Regions from separate parts of the Mustela erminea genome. Here region 2 is linked to region 1. The links are chromatin contacts, called in public Hi-C maps. All regions are on one chromosome and are shown on one strand. The core of a region is the stretch at or near the end of the contact, and the rest is flanking DNA. Distances in the headings are between cores, read along the strand shown. Region 1 holds the start of BLCAP (bladder cancer-associated protein). Region 2 holds the start of GHRH (somatoliberin).

Region 1 (7,643 bases), core at 3,060-5,559:
CCACCTCTACAAAAAAATAAAAAACCAGTACCTCCCCCATCTCGCACAGTGTCCCAGGACCCTGCGGGGTGGTGGAGGTGCACCAAAAAGTTGTCTCTCTTGTGACTTCTTTTACGGCTTCAACACATACTCCTTAAGACTGAACTGATGTACCACTGCGGGGGGGGGGGGGCACACTACTTGAGAGAGGGAGGGTGGGGGAGGCAACAAAGGCAGAATAAGCTGGGACCCTTGCAAACCCAGTTCCATCTTCACTTAACACTGTTCTGAGATAAAGGAACACTTCCCCCACCCCAAAGAGAAAGGTCTACATCCTTAATTGTGGTCTCAGAATAAAGGACCACTTACCTTCCCCAGAGGGGTGGATGCCTTCACTTGTCCTGGAATAATGGGCCTTGGCAGGTAACTACTGGGGAAGATGGGAGGCAAGAAAGGTGGGACTAGCCTTCAAGATGGGGTACTAGAGACCAAGGGGGTGATCAGGACTTAAGAACATAAAGTATTATCTCCATCCAGGAACCTGAAGGAAGTGAACACTGGGCACAGTGGGCACTGGCTTGGACAATGAGTATCAGATAAGAGGTGTGGTATGGTGCCTCCTTGGCCCACCTTATCCCTCCAGGCCCTATAACCCCTACAGGGACCACTATAAGGACATTCTACTCTGCTGTGCTACTCTCCAGGTCTAACCGACACCCAGGAAACTCTCTAGCTCTCCCCATTAGTGGGTTCTCCACTTCTGGCATTAGCTTCCATATTCTTAGGGACTTACCAGGTCCCTGGCCCTGGGCTCTCTCCTGCCATGTCAGAGTAGATGAGCGGGTGGCCTGGCTGTTTGGATCCTGGCTTCTTTCTCTCCTCTTTCACTCTTGAGTGAGTCAGGACTCCTTTCACATGGTCAGCTGACTGCCTCACCAAATGGCCCTGCCGCCTGTTCAGCCTTGTCTCTGGCTTAATGTGTCCCTGTCACTGCACACCTGTTCCTGGGTCAACACCAAGGGAGGATTTGGAGCGGTAAATCTCCCTCTCTGCCACTTCCTCAAATCCCTTAGTCACAGTTGTCACAAACACTTCTGGAGCACTAAGCACCTCGCCCCTTGAGCCTGATAATATCTCCCCTCCTCTAAGCAACCCCTTTCTAAACCCCACTGCCAGCACCTCTAGAGGCACCTGTAACTTTAGTACAGCATCAGAGAATTATGGGAGTAGAGGGTACAAACCTCAGTTTTGGTACTAGCCTTTGTCATCAATTAGCCCAGGGAAACTGGCCAGGTCGCATCCTACCCCTCACCATCAGCTCCCCTCTGTACCAAGGCTGCTAAGATCCAGGTGAACTCCAAGATACTAGCAACATTCTGCCTTCAAAGTGGCAATCAGGACCCACGGGGACTGGGGTGGGGTTGTGTAATCAGAGACTCCCATCTCCCTTAGGCCGGGTGACTCCAGCTTCTACTGTAGCCTGCAGGTGGGGTGAATCTCCTCTTGCCCCAGGCTGACTCATCAGCAGGCAGTGCCCACACCTCCCTTCTGAAGTTGTATCTTGGCAGGCCTCAAGAATGGGAGTTGCTGTGGTTTTCCACACTAAGCCCACAGAACCGTGGACATTTCAAAATGTGTTCTCAGTGAAGACTGCCTCACCTCAGAGCCTTCAAGGGGTAGGCCCACAGCCCCACTGTCCCACATGCTCTAACCTCAGCCCAGTTAGAAGGTAACTGGGTTCAGACAGACAGGCATGGAAGGGTCTGGCTGTTCTGGACAGAGCATGCTCCCCTTAGCCTCCTGTACCCCCTTTAAAAGGCTGGAAGCTGCTGGCAGCCTCAGTCTTTCCAGATAATCTTGGCAAAGCCCACTTGTGGGGCTTCTCCATCCATCCATCCGAGTGGCATGGTGAGATGACAGACTTCCAGGCAAGCGCTGTCCTGGTGGCCTGTATCCACGTGGGTGGGCTTGAGTGTGCAATTTCCACTCTCCCACTTTCATCCCTCATCCCCAAACCCTCATGTTCTGGCAGCAAACAACCCACTGGAGAAGGCAGAAGGGATGTGTCCACTTTCTGTTCCTGTGTGGTACCTAGAAGTCTGGTTCAAACACACCTTGTTTATAAAAATTTTTCCAGAAGCAGTACCAATAAAGCATTTTATTCTGATAGAGAGTAGAAGTTAAAAACGACTACAGTTTCATTGCAGGGCCCTTAGTCCACAGGCCTCCCTTTTCCCCCAAACTATCTCCACCACCCCTAAAAGGCTCTGTCCCTGTAAGACCAAGGATACAGCAGATGATTTGTGAGGGGATTGGAATGGCTTTGGAATGGCTTTAGAAAGGCAAGACTCTTGGCACGAATACCCCAAGAAGGATGTCAGCGTCAGCCTAACCAGGTAAGCTGGGGGTGGGGCGGGTAGGGTTAGGTACCATGACTTTCAGAGTTGTGGGGTCTATGTGACACAGCTATTTCTACCTGTGGAGTATTTGGATTGTGACTGAAGAAGGGGTCGGGGACAAGCTTCTTAAGCTTTAGCTGTGGGACAGCAACAGCTTATTACACCTGCATTGGATGAGGGAGCAGGCTTGCGGTGAGCCATTTGCTACGGATCTATTTTCAAACTTGTATCTACTCGGGAGCCAGCACCCTAAAGTGAGATTCTGAATTTGCAGTTAGTTTTACCCCCCGAGATTTAAACGTGCACAAACGCGCACACAACACACAAAACATTAGCCTAACCAACAGTCTCTTTTTCCCTGGTGACCTCTGACTTCCTCTGTAAGCCCCAGAGTCATGTCACCATCTTCTCTGGGAAAGATACTGTTCACCCTCCCCTCCACCCCCTCTCCCTCCCACAGGGCCCAAACCCCAGCAGGGTCCAGATTCCTGAGCATTCCCAGAGCAGGAAGTCAAAGAGGAAGGCAACACATGGTCCTTGGTACAGCACACAGTGACAGGCTTGGAATGGAATGCATATGTTTCAAAGAGAAGAGAACAACAAAAAAGACAGCCAAACCCAGACTTCCAGATTCCTCTTTGAAACAACATATTACAGATAAAAGGTTAAACCGTTTTTGGCAGCAATTCTAACAAGACCAATTACAGATCCGGAATTGATCTGGTCACTGGAAACTGACCAGGGCTCTGAATCTTTTAAAGATGTGCTTGACATTAATGAGTCTCTGATTTAAAATAAACAAATAAACAAGATCTAACACTTGGCATTAGCACTTAAGCTGGAACTTTTTTTTTTTGTCCTGGCTTTGGTGTTGCTGTCCAGAAGGCTGAGGGGATGGCTGGACCATGTCAGGCAGGGCAAACAGAAGCTGTTCCCAACACACCAGCTCCCTGAAAGGGATAAAACACGATCCGAACCTATGAACAGAAAGATCATTCGCTCCCTAGGGCAGATCCCAGTCTGTCCCAACATTTAGCGTTGCCCAACACTTAGCGTTGAAAAGGGACACAGAGGCCTGGAAGGAATTTACAGAAGGTCTGGAAGGGGTAAGCAAAAAGAGCTGTTCCCCATCCCCCATTCTTTCAGGCCATTGGTGTGCCAGGCATTCCGTTCCTTCAGCTGCCCTTGAGGGCCACTCCCCATATATACTGGAGGAAAGGAAATGGTGTCCAGACTTGATGTAAAGTTATGAGATAGGTAAGAAGCACCCGCGACTCAAAGCCGAGCGTCAACCTATTACCCCATCACCTTAGACACCAAAGCGGGTGCCTTGGGGCGGGAGACCCCCTTACGCCCCTCTCACCCACGCCCCTTCTGATTTAAAAAAAATAAGACTGAAGGGTCGGGGACAGAATAACAGGACTCTCAGAAGCTGGGCCCCCTGCCATGGGCCCCTGGGACGAAGAGGCGGTAGTCGCGCCCCTCAGCCCCGCGCTCCCCGACTCTGCCTGTCCCGTCCCGGGAATAGACAGGCGAGCACTGACCTTGGAGGCCAGACCGAGACCCAGGGGTCCGGTCACTCGGCCTCGGCCCGGGAAAGGACTCCCGAGGCCCAGGTTAGGGCCACACAGGGCAATCACGTGACACGGACAGGGGTGGCCCCCTGGGTGCGCGGAAGGAAAACCCTAGAAAAGGACGGGGAGACGCCTTAAGGTGACCCCAAAGGGACAACATGGCGGCGCCGCCGCACTGAGGGCCTCTCATCCCGTCCCCAGGGGGCCGACGCCACGGTACCTGCGAGCCCTGCCATGGCGCCGCCGCCACTGTCGCCTTCGCTGCCGCAGCCTGCCTCCACCTCAGCTCGCCACCGACGCCGCAGGAAGCCGGGGAGACGCCCCCTTCGTCTTCGAGTGGAGCAGTCCAAGGACCCCTCCTGGCATTGGGCTGTCTCCAGAAGACGCCTGATCATAAACCCCAAGTTGCGATCATCTTCGCCCGATATCCCCCCAAGATTCACCTCATATGAGCCTTTGAAAACTTTCTATGTACGTGTGAGGAACTGACAGAGCTCTCACGTCTTCAAGTCCGAAGAACTTTTAGTCAGGCGCATCTCGGGTAGTCCCGAATCAGGGCCTCATGGTCCCCTCATGCATATGCAGCAGATTGTGATTCTTACACAGTGAGAGCCCGAGGGGGCGTACCTTAGTCTCGGTAGGTGAGCTCTGGGTTCCTCGTCCGTGCGTAGGTTACCCTGGTCATCTGGGGCAAACCTTCTCGTGGCTCAAAGTCCGCCCTCTCCCTGGCCCTTTCACCAAGGGGCCAAAGTTCAGGAGCGGGAAAATCGGGTTCAGAAATTAGGACCTGACTTGGGTCAGGACCTGACTCCTCCCCTTTCCCCATACACGTTGGGGCATCTTGCCCACCGCGACTCTCAGCTTCCCTAGGTGCGATGAAATGCTTACCTCACAGAGTTGTTATGGGGGTTGAATGAGTCAGGATTCGTTTATTAGCTAATTAAGCGCATTCCTTGAGCGCTTACTATCTGTAAGTGCAGTGCCAAAGGCAAGAGGGTTGAGTGGAAGGTGGAGTGGAGAGCCGTAGACACTGCTCTAACCTCAAGGCTCTGCCAGCGCAGTGTGGGCAAGTGTAGGGGCGGGCGGGGGGCGGGGGAGACGACAGTCAGCAAACAATGACTGTGTTAATAATATTAATCAAATCAACGTACAATTATGCGGCGTGGGAAGTGTCGTGGGGGAACGTAAGGAGGATTCTGAAAAATGAATGGGGTCCTAACATGGGGTAAGGGGTGTGAAGGTGGATACGCCCTGAGAAGCTGGCATTTAGACTGAGAAACTAAGGACAGTTAGGAGTTGTGCAGGGCTAGAGCGAAAGGAGAAATACTATAGGCAAAAGAACCACTTGTCCCAGATGAGGTTGGAAGGAGCAGGGTGGGGGTAAGTGCTGAGAAAGGAGTAGTGCAGGTAGAACTACCAAATGAATTTGGATTTTATCTTGAGAGCAATAAGCCATTTTTTATCAGAGGAATGACAACAAATTTGTTTTCCAAAAGGCTACCCTGGTTGCATGGCTTGGAGGACACTTGGGAGCAGATGTAGGGGGACCAGTTAGAAGGCTTTTGGAACTTTCTAGCTACGAAGTGATGATGACTCAGGGTGATGGTTTGGAAAGGTGGAGAAATAAAGGATGAAAGAGTGGATGCGTGCTAAGGTAATGGCAAGAACATCTAGGTTTTTGTCTTGAGTATGAAGGAGTCAAGAGCCCTTCACTATAGTGGTGAAGCTTGAAGAGGGATCAGTTGAGGGGAAGATACAGAGTTTGGCCTTGAGAAGGCAAGTTTTTGAAATGCTTGGGCAAAGTCTAGGTGGAGAGGTTCAATAGGCATTTCTATATGAGACAAGCTCAGAAGAGAGGTCTGGGCCGGGGATTCATATCTGGGTAGCATTGGCACACAGGTGATGGATGAAATCATGGTGCTGGATGAGATTCCAAGGGAGGGGAGGTACATTTTTAAAAAACACAGACGAGGAGGAGGAGCCAAGAAAGGAGGCTGAGAAACTGAACAGAGGGATAGGAGGAGGACCAGGTGTGCACGGGATCCCAGAAAGAAGGTTTCAAGAAGGAGAAAGTGCTTAGTGGGGCTGACTGCTGTAGAGGACAGAAGTGGTACCATTTGGTTGGGTTACAAGGGGGGCTCACGGACTGTATCTTTTATGTTGTAAGTCCACAGAACCCAAAAAAACCCAAAATCAACTGGCTTAAAAAATAAGTAGGCTGCCACCCAATGGCAGATTAATTGAGTTGCTTGGCAGTGTCATCAAAGACATTCTATCTCCCAGGTTGATTTCGTCTCTGCTCTGCTGTCCTTATGATGGTTTCATGCTCATGGTCATAAGATGGCCATCTCAGTTCCTAGAGTCACCGTCATGTCAAGATGCCTGTTCCGCCCCCAGCTAAGAAACAGGCTGGATGTGGCCTCTGTCTTGCTGCTTGTGGGCTGGGGGATCAATGTATCCATGCCAGACACACCCGATATCTAACACTGGAAGAAAAGAAGAGTCTTGTAGTGGAGGCAAGGGCATGAAGCAATTGAAATTCTTACCTGTAGCTGGTGAGAGGAGGACTTGGTACAGCCATTTCTGAAAACCTGCAGTTTCTACTAAATCTGAACATACACCTAAGCTGTGACCTAGAATTTTAACTCCTAGGTATTCATTCCAAGAGAAATGAGTGCCTATGTCTACAAGAAAGATTCTTGCAAGAATTTTCGTAGCAGATTTGTTTATTGCTTAAACTGGAAATAGCTTAGTGTCCATTAACAGGAAAACTGATAGGGGTGCCTGAGGGGCTCAGTCAGTTAAGTTTCTGCCTTTGGCTTAGGTCGAGATCCCGAGGTCCTGGGATCGAGCCCCGCATTGGGCTCCCTGCTCAGAGGATTTGGTTCCCCCTCTCCCTCTGTGCTTTCCCTCTCTCTCAAGTAAATAAATAAATAAAAATCTTAAAAAAAAAAAAACCCAGGAGAACTGATAAATTATGGCACATTCATTCAACAGAATACTATGTTATAGATACAAAAGTACAATATACTGACATGTGCTAAATGAATTAATGTCACATACAGTATGTGGACTAAAAGAATCCAGAAAAAAATTAGTACATGTTGTATGATTCCATTCATATATAAAGTTCAAGGGTAGGCAACACTGATCTGAGGTGATAGAAATCAGAATAGTAGTTACCTGGATTGGTTGGAGGGGACTAGAGATGGGAAAGGAGTGAGAGGGAATTTTCTGGGAGACGGGAAGAGGTCTATATCTTAATCTGCTTGGTGATTACATTGGCACAAATTCATCAAGCTATACCTTAAGATGAGGGGACTTTCTGTACCTTATATATGTTATACCTCAAGAAAATCAAACTAATAGTGAAAGGTGTCCTGCCAATGCATACTATGTGATTGAGCAGAATCACAGAAGAATCAGAAGGTACTTTTTAGAGAGACTCTGCTTTCCAGTAACCTTCATGCTAGGTCTGGGCATTGACAAGGCCTCTGTGGCCAACCCACTTCCCCTTGGGACTCCAGAAAACTGGAGATGAGGCAGGACTTCTCACATGTGGCTTGCCCCTGCCCAGCTGTCTTGCTTCCTCTGTACCCACAAGACTGCTCTACCCTCCAGGCTCAGTTGCAGGTGGTAGAAATGACACCAAAATGGGGCTCTGACTTGAGGAACCTGGAAGGTCTTTCTG
Region 2 (7,643 bases), core at 2,914-5,413, 210 kb before region 1:
CTTACATCTGACCCAATTCCCATATCCTTCTTCAGGTTAGAAATAGACTCAGGCATGCCATGAGCATTTCAGAATATTAATCAGTGGTGAAAATTCATCACTAATTTATTTGCATATTTCATCATTCATTCAGGCTTTCATCCATCCTTTGATAATTCATCCATCAGACAGCAATGTAATTATGCCCGCTGGGTGCCAAGCATTACGTTTGGTAGCCAAGAGCCAAGAAATGGTAAGATACAATTCAAATCAATAGCTATTTCTCCAGTGTTTGCTGTGGGCCGTTCCCTGGGTTGGGGGCTCCAGGTGTTCTGTGGACTTACTGTGGTGGAGATTTCATTCTATCTAGGAAGGAAGGCCGGCAAACAGATAACCAGATAGGGCGCGATACCTACGGTCTGTAGGAGAGGTGTGTGCCGCGTGCTAAAGAAGCAGAATGAGTGGGGATCTGTTCTGCTAGGGCAGAGCAAAGGCGGCAGAGGAGATGACATTTAAGCTGGGCCGTGAGGAGAAGGGAAGGAAGGCTTACTACAGTGAGAGCAGAGGCCAGGAGGCACGGTCATGATCAGTGAGTGACAAGTTGTCTGGTGTGGGTAGAGTGAAGGTCCTTGGAGCTTTGCATGCATTGCACCTGGACCCCCACTTTCAGTGGTCTGGGGCTAGGGTTCAGGGTTCTGCTTTTTTTTTTTTTTTTTTTTAAATAGGCTCCACGCACGCTTAGAGTGGAGCCTAACACAGGACTCGAATTCACGACTGTGAGCCAAGATCAAAAGTAGGACACTTAACTGACCAATCCACCCAGGTACCCCATGGATTCTACATGTTTAACCAGGACCCTGGGATGATTCTGATGCAGGCGTGAGAGAGCACAGTCTGAGAAACCCAGGCCTGCAACTTCTTTGGCAGGCAATATAGAAAATGATTCTGGAACAATGCGTGAAGGCCCAGCTGTGCAGGGTGTCAAATACCATGCTTCGGAATGTGGGCCTTTTCTCTTCTCGGGGGAGAGAGCCCCATGGGAGGCTTTTGAGCCAGCAGCCCGGTGGGGGTACTAGAAAGCAGAGTGGCCACAGGGAGGGAGCCTGGCTAGGACGCTTTGACAGCCGTTCAGGCCTGTGGTTCTGAGGGTCTGAGCCAAGACCCAGCAAAGAGGTGGTGGGGAGCACATGGGGCTGGATTGGAGAGGGGTCTGGAAGATGGGACCACTGGGCCGGGGGTAGAAAGAACAAAGGAGGTGAAGGAGGCGGAGATGTTGAGAACGAGCTGGGGGCTGGGGGGCGGTTGGGTACTGGGTACTCTGGGCGGGGGCAGGTTGTGGGGAGGAGCAATGAGCTCTGATCTGCACGCAGTGAGCTTTTCGGACTCAAGGGGCTTCCAGAAGGAAGCATGTAACAGGTGGTTGAATCAAGTCTGGAGGTGGGAGCTGGGCCAGGGGCCAGTGAGGAGAAGGAAGCCAGAGCTGTGGATTCTGGGTGGGATCTTCGAGAGAAGCACACTGTGGGGCACGTGGCAGCAGAATCAGAAACAGTGGTCCAGAAGATAATTAGAAAAGAACATTGTTTGCTGTCAATGCACGACTTCTGTTTTGCAGATGGGAAAACCAGGACTAAGACACATAAACGTCTTGTCTTTGGTCACTGTGCTCATCAGGGTGGAGCCTCAGGACTTTGAACTTGAACCTCTTTTTTCTTTTTCTTTTTCTTTTTTTAAAAAGTTTTATTTATTTATTTTTGAGAGAGAGAAAGCGAAAGACCGTACGTGGGGGAGAGGGGCAGAGCAGGGAGCCTGATGTGGGACTCAATCCCAGGATTGTGGGATCATGACCTGAGCCAAAGGCAGACACTTAACTGACTAAGCCACCCAGGTGCTCTGTACCTGGTCCTCTTCGGCTTCAGCCTCCATGCTGTCTTCTCTGGGGAGACTCCAGGAAGCAAAGCACATCCCCAGAGACAAAATAAATGGATTCATAGACTGGGGGTGGGAGGATGGGAAAGACGCAGCAAAAAGAACTTGCAAGAGAAAGGTGGTAGGAAACAGTATATTAAGGGAGTCGTATTTTTCTTTATCTTTCCCTACTAGCATATTTTGAAGCAAATCCTAGTCCTCTTATCATTGCACCCATAAATATTTAAGTATGTAATCTCGAAAAGATAAGGGCTCTTTCTTGAGCATAGTCACAATACCATTATCACACTTAAAAAAAAAATCTAACAATAATTCCTATTAAGTGAACCTACTGAGGGCAATTTGACAGGACCTCAGAACAGAAGCCTGGCTTGCTTATCTTGAGCCGGTATTGTCACAAAGTCATGATAAGGAATTTACATTTTCCCAAGATAATTACAGAGAAGGCGAAAAGGGGATTGGAAATGTAGATTTGAGAAGCTTGTCAGGGCTCTGGAAAGGAAATGTTATAAAGGGAGGGAAAAAACGGTCTGGAAAGATTTGCTGAGTACAAAAGAAAAGAATCTTCTTTCTGACTTCCCTTTTCCTCGCCCAAAGGCCTTTAGTCATAAATGTGAAATAGGAACCGGGTCTAAAGTGAAACCAAACAGATTAGAAATAACACAACGAGTAGTTGCAAAATGCAACAAGACCAACTTCTGGGGCTCGCTTCCCACCAAGGCTCTCCCGACTGCTCACTTCAAAGCAGAGGACAGCTCTGCTGCCATTCAGAACGCTGGCTCCTGGGAGGTCCTGCAGATTGTTTATTAACTGCCTTACTAACTGGACTCTGCCCTTCTGCTCAGCATCGGGAAACCTGGATTCCGGGTTCAGCTCCTCGACAGAGTTGCTCTGTGACCTTGGACAAGTTACTGCCATTCTCTGAACTGCTCTGCAATGAACGCGAGGGTGTGAGACCCCAAGATCTCAACGTTCCCTTCATGGTCCAAATTCTCTGGCCCAACGAACACCTAATGAAATGTCCCTCACGCCCTGGGCTTCGGGATCTGGTGTGATGTTACCCTGTATCAACAACACGCTTGGATGACTCAGTTGAACAAACCCATGGAGACATGGAGCGTTTATTACAAAGATCCATGCTTCCCGGGCACCCAGGGTCGCACTTGACTTGGAAGGAAATCCAAGAGGTGGCACTGTGGGCGCTCTCTGGACACCAGCGGAGGGTAGAGGGCAGGTGGGAACTGCACAGAGCCATCGGCAGATGGAGCCCACTGCCTGAGGTCCAAGGAGCAAATGGTAGAAATAATTTTTTTAAGGGACAGCCCGTTGTTCTCTCTATGGCAGGTAAAGGTGCTGATTGATGAATGGCAACCAGGGATTGGGGGTCGAGATGGCCCTAAAGGCAAGTGGTGGTGAGAAGCTGTCCTATCATGGTGCCACACGCTACCGGCATTGTGGGCCTGACCTGGGGAGCCGCATTCGAGCAGAGACATAAGAACCGAGGTTGGAGGGAAGCCACAGGAAGATACACAGGAACATAAACCAAAATGGGCAGGGAAGAAATAATTCGGATCCCTCTCTGGGCCAGAAGAGCAGCCCCTTTTCTGAAAGCCTGTCCCCTGCCACCAGCCCCAGCTCCCCACAGGCACGAGCCCTGCTGGGGTGTGGCAGCCCTTGCTCCAGAGGCTGCTTCCCATTTTCTCAGTTCCTCCCATGTGCTCTCTCTTTCCCATGACAAGGTTTCTGCCGGAGCCCTGTCCTCTGCTGGGAAGGCAGCTCTCTCTCTCCTGGTCAACTTCGGCTCAGACTGTAGCTCAGACCTGCCGCTTTCATGAAGCTCTCCTTAACCTCCCAGTCTAAAACAAACCATGCCATTCTTAGGTCCTTACACCATTATGTACTTTATTATTTTTTTTAAAAGATTTTTGAGAGTTTTTTTTTTTTCTCTCTCTCTCATTTATTTGAGAGAGAATGAGAGCAAGAGAGATCACAGGGGAAGAGGAAGAAGCCAACTCGCCGCTGAGCAGGGAGCCCAATATGGGGCTGGATCCCAGCACCCTGAGATCATGACCAGAGCCGAAGGCAGGTGCCCAACCGACTGACCCACCCAGGTGCCCCCACCATTATGTACTTAAAAAAAAACAAAACAGCACTCACCACTATTACAATTTCCAAGTAGTTTTTTGATCCTTTTAAAAATTTCCAGGGGCGTATGGGTGGCTCGGTCGTTAAGTGTTTGCTTTCGGCTCAGGTCATGATCCCAGGGTCCTGGCATAGAGCCCCATATCAGGCTCCCTCCTACACGGGAAGCCTGCTTCTCCCTCTCTCTCTGCCCCTACTTGTGTTCCCTCTCTCTGTGTCAAATAAATAAATAAAATCTTTAACAAAATAATAAAATGAAATACAATTTCTAGAAATAATTTCACGCTTTTAGAAAATTTGCAGGAACTCCCATAGACTCTTGGTCCAGAACCAACACTTGTTAACATATTGTCATATTTGCTTTATTAATTTCTCTCTGTTTCTCTGTGTGTATGATAGATTATATAAGTTATATGTACAAACTACATGTATAGCTAATATATATACGATTGTTATTTTTTTAAGTGCTTGAGAAAAAGTTGTAGACATCTTGCCCTTTACCCCTAAATATTTAAGGATTATTTCCTAAGAACATGATCATTCACTTACAGAACCACACAATTAAATCAGATGATTCTTTGAGTAATGTCTGTCTCTTTTCACTTAAATGTAGACTCTATGAAGTCACGGGCTAGCTCAGGCTCACTGCCCGTGTGTGGATCACCTAGCATAGCATCTGACGCGTCGTTGGTGCTCTATAAATATTTGTTGAATGTATAAGAAATCCTGAATTGGGAAGGACTTGTCATCAATGCTGCTTCTACCCTAACCCTGAGCTTTCTCACTCAGTATGCTCTTGGTGTTGGATGGGGTTGGGTGTTTGGATTTGTTTTCTTGTCTCCATTTCTGGGGGGAATCAGAATCCCACCTGGTAAATTACAGTGGCTGGAGATTTGGCTTCTGTCAGTTTCAAATCCTCTCCAACCAGCCCTGGCCCTTGCTCAGCCTGTCTTGAGTGGCAGCCGCCTTTTCTCTGGCCCAGCGGCACCTGTCGGCTATCTCACCCAGTTAATTAGCCCCATGAGAGAGTTCTGGCAAAGACAGCTGGAATGCAAGCCAATCTTTCCATGCAATTGCTTGTATGAGGTGTTGGCCTCTGTCTTGGAAACTGCCCTGTAAGCTGTTGGCCCGCTAGGTGCTTTGAGCTACCTTGAAACCTGTGCTGGGCCATCCTTTGGGATATTGTAGCTGCTAAGTTAACAGAGGGGCCGATGGAGACAATGGATGTGCTCAGGGCAAATGGGGGCTGGAGCCCACAGCACCTGGAATCCAAGTTGGAGAGGTCTTTTTTTTTTTTTTAAGATTTTATTTTAATTTTTAGATATATAGAGAGAGAGCACAAGCCAGGATAGGACCACTGAGCAGGGAGCCTGACGCAGGACTCGATCCCAGGATTCTGGGATCATGACAGGAGACAAACATGGACACTTAACCAACTGAGCCTCACAGGCACCCCTGGAAAGGTCTTCAGAGCTTTTAGGACCGTGCTTCTGTAAGTATAAGTACAGTCCCCAAACCACAGTATTCATACCTCCTGGGAACTTGTTAGAAATGCCCCACCCCAGCCCTATTGAATTAGGATCTCTGGGGATGGGCTCAGCAATCAGTATTTTAACTAGCCCTCCCCTTGTCTAGATACATGCTCCTGTTTACAACCCTCTGCTCTAGGCCAACCCCACCAGTTTTCAATGGGGGGAAACTCAAGCCATAGGAAGGTCACTCTGATGCCTCCTTTCACACAGGAACCTTTGCTGCTCCTTGCTGCCTATCTGCAGCTTGCTGAGTGTGGGTTTTTTTTTTTTAATGTTTTCGGAATCATAAATAAGCTTTTCACAGGCCATTACATTGCCATGGCAACCTGGCAGCTGGCTAGAAAGAAGCAGGTAGCACAACTGCCTTGTGGTCTCGGTGGTACTAGAGTAATAGTGATTTTCTCACTGCCGGGGTCATTCTCTTTGTGCATGGCCTCTTTGTTTCTCTCCTCTTTTCCTCCTTCATTTTCCTCTTTGCTTCTCTGTTTGGCCCTTATTCCTACCTGGTCTCAATAGGAGCAACACATGTCCTAATTGTTTTAGATCTTACCAGGGCTGCCAAATCTGACCTCAGCTTTGAAACCAACAATAGCATCACAAGGTGGGCGAATGTGAGCAGGGCTATTTGACTGTGTTTGTGTGCCCATCAAAGTGTTGTATTAATTTTTTTTAATCGATTAACTTAGCTTTCAAGAAGTTACATGCAGAGTGCAAAACTCAAAAGGTAAAAATGGCATACATTAAGAGGAGATCTCCCCATGATCTCTGGTGTCCGGGTCCCCTGTCTGGTAGGTGAAGGGGAGAGCAGGAGGGGCAGGGGGGCATGGCCCATTACCTGTTTGTTGTGCATCTTTGCTGGGATAACCCATGCACAGATAAGCATGTTCCTTTATCTCCTTTTTTTATGCACACAATTGGCAGCATTCTGTACCCACCATCCTGTGCCTTATTCTTTTACTCAGTGATGTCTTGGCAATCCATCTCTAGCATTTCTGGGTTGTCTCATGTTTCTTAATGGTTGAGAATTCCATGGTGTAAATGTACCATCATTTATGTAAACCGTCCCCTGTTGATGGGTATTTGGGTTGCTTCCAGTAGTTTGTTATTTTTCATTCCCATTTTACAGCTGGAGAAGCTGTGATTAGGAAAGGGAAGTGATCTGTGGATATTCCCAAAGCAATTGTGGGCATCTTTAGGCGTTGCTCGGCTACAGAATCTAAAAAAAAAAAGAGAAGAGTTGACTAATCCCTGAATTACAGAAAAGAAGGAGCCATCCAAGCACCAGATTTCTTTTTTCACCCTGCTAATTGTCTTATCCAGTTGAGTTACATTCTGCTAACATTGCCTGATGACCGATGTGTAATTAGATAATTGTTTGTGGAAGGATTTTTAATTTGTCTTCCCTGCTAGACAGGGACGGACGATATTTTCCTGCATCCCTAGCAAGTATTATACTCTTAGCATCCCCAGCAAGCCGTGGGTATACAGTAGGGGCTCAATAAATACTTGTTGAATGAAAGATCAAATGGGCCAGGATTGTGTGTGCTTAAGACAATGGGCTCAGAGGCCTGGCTTTGAATCCTGACCCTGATACTTCTTAGCTGTGCAGCCCAAGACCCATCTCTTGACTTCTCTATGTCTCTGTTTCCTCAACTGTGACGTGGAAACATTCCCCCTGGTGGGGGGGGGGTGCTGGGGGCGATTGAGTGACCACCCATCACAGGGTTCTCTGTACACAGAGAGAGCTTCGTTGTTTCTCTCAGCTTCTTTCAATTACACATCCTGCAGGAAAATTGTGACGAGGGTACTGAAAACTCTTCAAAGAGGAGGGCATTTGAGCTGGGCCCTGAAAGAGAAGTAGGATTCCAGCTTCTGTGGCGAGTGCCAGACCTCTTTACTGAGTTCATCCAACTACAAAATGGAGATGATGACACCCAGTTTCTGTCTCCCTTTGAGGAGATGTTCTGGCTTAAAGTCTCTCAAGAGGAAGATATCACACAATTAAAAGACACCATTATTATTCAGCTGGAAAAGTGCCTTCACAGGACAAGGGAACTAATCCCT

The links. Hi-C and Micro-C count contacts between places; a contact is called where the count stands out from the background.
Region 2: a Hi-C map of skeletal muscle shows a contact between it and region 1, with 6 times the contacts expected there. The contact joins the promoter of GHRH here to the promoter of BLCAP in region 1. A contact is called at or near these places in 3 of 3 Hi-C or Micro-C datasets (fibroblasts, skeletal muscle and spleen).

What each region holds. Positions count from the first base shown.
Region 1 is chr7:21,348,513-21,356,155 of mMusErm1.Pri, reverse strand. BLCAP (bladder cancer-associated protein) reads right to left here and starts at 4,309. Exons shown (of 2, transcript XM_032350709.1): 1 at 4,173-4,309. NNAT (neuronatin) reads left to right here. Exons shown (of 3, transcript XM_032350705.1): 3 at 1-89.
Region 2 is chr7:21,561,500-21,569,142 of mMusErm1.Pri, reverse strand. GHRH (somatoliberin) reads right to left here and starts at 4,163. Exons shown (of 5, transcript XM_032350719.1): 1 at 4,063-4,163.